Regions from separate parts of the Mus musculus genome. Here region 1 is linked to region 2. A link is a contact called in public promoter capture Hi-C data. All regions are on one chromosome and are shown on one strand. Each heading gives the region's core, a stretch centred on a gene start, on an enhancer-like site or on the middle of the called end of the contact. The rest is flanking DNA. Distances are from core to core; before and after follow the strand shown.

What was found. Promoter capture Hi-C pulls out the DNA fragments that hold promoters and counts their contacts.
Region 1: a contact with region 2 is called in a promoter capture Hi-C map of pre-B cells, with 4 times the contacts expected there. The contact joins the promoter of Rragb here to the promoter of Huwe1 in region 2. A contact is called at or near these places in 1 of 39 promoter capture datasets (pre-B cells) and 1 of 484 Hi-C or Micro-C datasets (CD4 T cells).

What each region holds. Positions count from the first base shown.
Region 1 is chrX:153,138,262-153,141,229 of GRCm38.p6, forward strand. It overlaps Rragb (Ras-related GTP binding B), which reads left to right and starts at 1,697. Exons shown (of 11, transcript NM_001004154.2): 1 at 1,697-2,314. The coding sequence starts at 2,223.
Region 2 is chrX:151,801,540-151,804,544 of GRCm38.p6, forward strand. Huwe1 (HECT, UBA and WWE domain containing 1) reads left to right here and starts at 1,743. Exons shown (of 83, transcript NM_021523.4): 1 at 1,743-2,030.

The DNA.
Region 1 (2,968 bases), core at 447-2,946, 1.3 Mb after region 2:
CTGGGATAGTTTCCCATATACACCACCTATCATCAACTTCTAGAGACTGCTTTGTGTCCATGCCTACTCTTGTCTCCTACTCATGTCTCCATAGAATTTTTGTCTTCTATCCAGAAGGAATGTTGCTAGCTGTGCTCTAGCTTCCTCTCCTTCTCCTCTCCAGAAATTTTGTAGCAATTGTTTCCTCTCTTTTCATTGGCTTTACTTCCTAAAAATGTCTAGGCATGCTCATTCTCAAAATACACTCATGTGTTGTGGATATTAAAGAACTATCATACATTTTCTCCTTTCTGTTATTAATCAGAAATTCCTTAACACATTTGTTCTTATCTTTATAAAAAAAACAGTACTCAGTGAATATCGAGTATATACACACATTCTGGTCTGTGAACCTAGTGTATAGGAGAACATTTTTCAAAAGTAAGTGCTTGTCCTTATAGCGTTTAAATAGAAATCCTATACTCAGAGATCAAATAAACAAGATTATTGCCATGTCAGTAAGTATTATACTCTACACAAAGAACTACAGGCAACCAAGGAATGCCCAGAGCAGGAGAAATAATTTTCCCTAGGGAAGAATACACTGTCTGGTTCTTCAATACCAACTGCTCAGCCCTGAAAACATATATATGAGATTATTATACAGACTGAGCGGGTTATATTAGGAATATATATGTATATACATATATGTGCATATAACAACAACCAATGAAAAACGAAGCCATGACTTTGAAAGAGCAAGGAGAGTTGTTTATATGACAAGGTTTGGAGGGAAAAAAGGGAAAAAAGAAATGTGTCTACAGTATAATCTCAACAACAAAAGAAAAACTACAAAGGAATATTATGAATTAAAAAGCATACAACAGAAAATAACTACTGCAGGTTCAAAAGACTGTTGTACTCTAATAGAGTATGGGTTGGGAAGACCTCTGGAGGACATTACCTATAAGCTGAGAAAGTTGAGGCCATTACAAACTGTGAATGGCAAATTCAGTCTTTCAAGGGAGCATCAACCTATGCCACTCTTTTTCCCAGCCTGTAACCTTGGTGTCACATTTAAAAGAGTTCCAAGCCTAAGAAGCTCTTAGGTCATTGAGGTTGGAACTTGCTGCGTTGAGATTTGAGAGCTGGTTGACAAATCACTTCTTCTCCACATAAAACTCTGTATGTAGCAAGTATCTCATGATGATCATCAGAAACTTTAAAATTATGTTTGCAACTTTTAAAAGTTAAGTGGCGGACGTGTTAAACCCTCCGTGTGGTTCTGGTCCTGGCAATAACAACTTATTGAGAGTTTTCTATGGGAAAGACAGTTTAAAACACTTTAGATGGATTGCTTTTTTAATTACTTGAACTGTCATAAGGATTAACGGGAAGAAAAGTTACCAAAATGCAAAAATGCACAGGGCCCTAATCATAGGGAGTAGTGAAAACGGCTAGCTGGCAGGTGCTGAAATTGCAACCTTCTCCTTTAACTCTGAGCAGCGAGTGGGCGGGGCCGCGTCCATCAGTGTCTAGGTGCCCGCAGGCCGCCCTAAGGGCCAATGGCGCGGAAATGAGAGCCCGGGCCACGTGATGGCGGGTGGCACTCTGGCTTTCCTAAAGCAGTCTCTATGGTATTCTTCCAAGCAAACCCAGGGCCCCCCCAAAAGGGTAGCGGCACGTGACAGGCCCTGGGACTACGGCAGGTTCCCACGTGATCCTGGCCTGCAGTAGCGTGGTTGCGGTGAGGTTCTTGCGCTCCTGAAGGGCGGGCGCGGAAGTAAGAGCATCCTCAGGCGGACCGTGACTGGCAGCGAGGTCGGGAGGAGCCACCAGGCAGTGACCGCTTTGCTTCTGCAGCTCCGCTCCGCTCATTCCGTTATCTCAGCCTTTGCAGTCTGTACAGAAGCTGACCAAGTTACCTTTGGGTCTTGAGACCTTGGCGAGTGAGGCCCAAACTCGGGACCAACTCCTCATCCACCTTGCCCTCCCTCTCCTCCATCTCTTCCTTTGCACGCACCGAATCGAATCGCTTGCTCCTTTGGGCTGGCCTGCTCGGCTGTGCCTGGAGACTAAGTTCGGGTCGGTAAAGGTAACTGTGGGAAAAGCGGCCCCCCAGTGGACAAAGGCGGAGGCAGGGATAGATCAGGCCCCGCGGGCCCTGGGTGCTGAGCGTAGGCAGGTGAGCCAGAAGAACGGTACTGCGGATTTAGAAGGCACTGTGAAGGACTTGTTGCACGATGGAAGAATCTGACTCCGAGAAAAAGACAGAGAAAGAGAATGTGGGCCCAAAAGTGGAGCCTCCTCTAGGGGAGCCGGAAGGATCGCTTGGGTGGGTAAAGGGGATTATGTTGCACCTGGGAGGGAGGGCATGCTAATTGTAAAGAGTATTGTGAGATGCAACAACCTCTAACCTGCAGTGATGAATTGCTTTAATTTACCAATATGGTTGATTGATATCATGCCCTTGATGACGGAAAACAGAATAGAAACACCCTTTGCCTGGATGTGGGATTCCTGGTTTATGCGTAGTCTTCTAATTGAGACAGTTCTGAGTTGTTTTCTGTTTTCTATAAAGGTTATTTGATGTTATCACCTTGTTGATGATAAAAAAGGAAAGGACAGACATTTGCTGACCAATGACGTATAGTGCGATATGCCTATTTGAGAACTGCGTTATATGTACTTTGTGCCTTTAATGAATGAAATACAGCTTGGAAGGACGATTGAAGGTCCAAAGATGCTTCTAGATTTGAAAAATACGGAGATGAATTTAAAAAAAATAGTATTCAGATTATGACAATATTGTTTGATTTATAAAAGTACCCAGAGTGTTGCTTCAGCTTTATGACAAAATATCAAATCTTGAATTTAAATGGTTTCTATTCCTAAATATGCCATCCTAGGAAGCGTCTCCCGAGCTGATGAAGGAAACAGGGAGCATAAACCCAGCTTTATAATTTAGGAAAATGAAGACTTCTGAAAA
Region 2 (3,005 bases), core at 493-2,992:
ATGTATCTTAGTATATCACAGCATTCAATTGTGTCCCATTTTTACATAGCTATATTGTATGCTTGGACTACAGTTTATTTAACCGTTTCCTGATTGTTGTACACTAGCTTGTTTTCTTTGGGGGAGAGGGGGCTATTGCAAGTAATGAATGGGCTTGTGTATGTTTCGTGCACATGTACGAAGGTATTCCTGTAGGAGAAATTCTTCGAGAAGTAATAGCAGAATCAAAACGTGTATGTATTTCAAATCTTGATAGATTTATCTAAATCTCCTTCCCCAAAGGCCATAATAATTTACACTCTCCAACGTAGTACGATATTGCCTATTTTTCCATAGCTATGCCAACATGAATTGTTACTTATCTTTATATCTTTTCAGTTATACAGTAAAAAATCACATGTCGTTGCTTTCATTTTACTGCTGTTTGAGCATATTTTCATTTTTCTAATTACAAAAGTCAGTAGTTAAATATGAACAGTCTTGTATATAAGCAATAAACATTTTGAAATTTTAATACCAACCCCCCCACTCTAAATTTCAAGAAAAATAAAAATATCTGGAAGTAAACTATAAAACTTTCAGGAATACAATGGAAGAACGTTTGCATAAATGGAGAAGGAATATCAGGCTTCTGCATAGGAAGCCTCTATTCTGTAACGATATTCATTTTTCTATATTGATTCAAGCAGTTGATGCAATTCCAATAAATATACTAAGTTTTTGGAACTTGACGATTCTAAAGTTTATGAGGGGGGGATGGCTAAGAATAACCAAGAAAATGTTTTTAAAGATGGGGGTGCTTGTACAATTAAACTGTACTCTGAAGGAAGCATGTTTAAATTAGAATAGACAGAACAATGGATTAGAATGGAAAAGCTCACAAACGGGCCAGACTGGATCCCGATTTATTGGAGAAACATTGTTGGTTAGACATGCAAAAACTGCCATATTAAAATCTCCAAGCGCCTTTCTCCCCACCCCAAGCTTGAATTTGCTTTTGAGGGCAGACGCCTTTGTTTGGAGAAAACCACTTTATTGGGTCTTTTTTGTTATAAGGTAAGGAAAGCCTCAATATTTAAAACTGGTGACTCCGGAGGTAGAACTAATGATATGAGCTTTTAGTGAAAAGATGGATTCAGGTTAGCCTGCAGTGCGGCGAAGGAAGAAGTATGGATATTAGAGGTCTTTAGATTTTTCCCCCCATGTTTTGAGCACAAAAACTGGTGTGTCATTGTTTCCATTTGCATTTGTGTGTTTATTGTAAATTGAACATCTTTTATGCGTTAGTTAAGACTAGCACGTTATTCCTCGAGGCAGGTAACAATGGGAACCCATTCTTTTCGCTTTCGGAATGGAGTTTGGCTAATTGGTACAGCCCTGCTGGAAGCGTGAGAATAAACAGGTTGACTTTTTAAGCACTAGGCAGGCTCCAGACACCTAAATCGGGGGCGGAGGTAGTTTTCAAGACATGGCCGAGATTTGGCGCTGAGCTGTGTCATCGCGAGGTTTGGTAGCAAGCTCCGCAGTGGGTCGGAAACCTCGTGGTAAGCGAGATCCCTAAAGGACGAGAGCTTCCTCCCTTTCCCCGAAAAAACTCCCAGTCATTTTCACGAAGCTCCGCCTTTCTCCTTTTTAGGAGCGTGCACCTGGTCTCGCGAGATCTCATGTTTCCTAAAGGCGAGGCGCGGGCGGTCTCCTGCGGTGAATTACGAAGGTCTCGGCGAGGCTGAACGTAATATCGCGATAGTTCCTACGGCGCATGCGGGAGCCGGCGGCGGCATGCTGGCTCCGCCCCGTAGTGCTCCGTGAGGTTGTGCGTCATTTGCTTTTCGCTTCGCGTGGGGTGAGAGCGGAGCGGTGGCGATTTGGGGTTTGGTGGCAAGCGAGGGTTGGGACGGGCTGGGCTCAGTTTTTCCTGGTCCGGTGGAGGTTCTCCTGGGATCACGCGAAGGCGGCGGCCGAGGTTGGCTACTGAGTGCAGGAGCTGCGGAGGCGCGAGCAGCGTCTTCTGGTGCTGCCGTTCTTAGCCGGTGAGTTCTCGCGGGAGCAGGGTTACGTCCTCGTGGGGATTCGCCGGCGGTGGCGGAGATACCTTGGGGGTGGGGGGGCAGTGACTAGGGTCGGGCCGCCTGTTAAGATGGCGGCGGCGGCGGCTGCCTGTCTTGCTCTTACACGGTACCAAGGGGTTAGCTATCCGCGTTTGTGACGCTTCTCAGGTACCAGACGTTAAGGAGATGACGAATGGCGAAACGTCGTGGTGCCGGTAAATCCTTCCTGAGCTGAAGACCATCCTGTTTCTTACCGGTTAAAGCGACACCATTTCCCCCGGCCTCTGCCTCGTGTGGGCCTGCCTTTGCCCCACCAATCGCTCTTCGCCTCTGTTTTCGTCGTCGCAGTGGGCGGGTTGGGAAGTGCGGGAGGGAGTCCATAGTTCATTGGGTAGTGGGCTGGGGATTAGATTAAAAAGTGGGAGAGAGGGACGCACCTAAGATTGTTCTCATAATTATTGCGCGCTTGCTGCTTCTCAGCCCTTGCAGCGACCCATATGAAACCCCTAGTTTTTCTTGATCCGAGGTGGGCTCTGCTTCCCTGCTCCCGCGGCTTTCGGGCTAAGGTTTGAGAGGTCAATCTGTAGAGTCATTAGAGTACCTTCCCTTTCCCAAATTCTGTCTCCCTGTCAAATCGCTCAGCTACGTGAATATCGGGATGCATTATTAAGGGGAGAAGTTAAAAAAAATCCTATCACTCCTCCTCTGTAGTCCTAATTTAGAGCCTAGCCTGAATCATCTACCCTGTCCCATGTCCTTCCGTGGTGCTTTTGGCGCAGATGTTAAAAGAGCTTATCTTATTCCCTGCATTTACTCCATCTTTGTGGATGGATCAGCAGTAACCTTCCATTTTCCTAGGTCCTCTTGCTTGTTTATCCCTGACGCGGGGACAGCGTACTGATTTCTTCAACTTTGAATGTTTTGAGACCATACTTGGGCAGAACAATAAACGGGTCA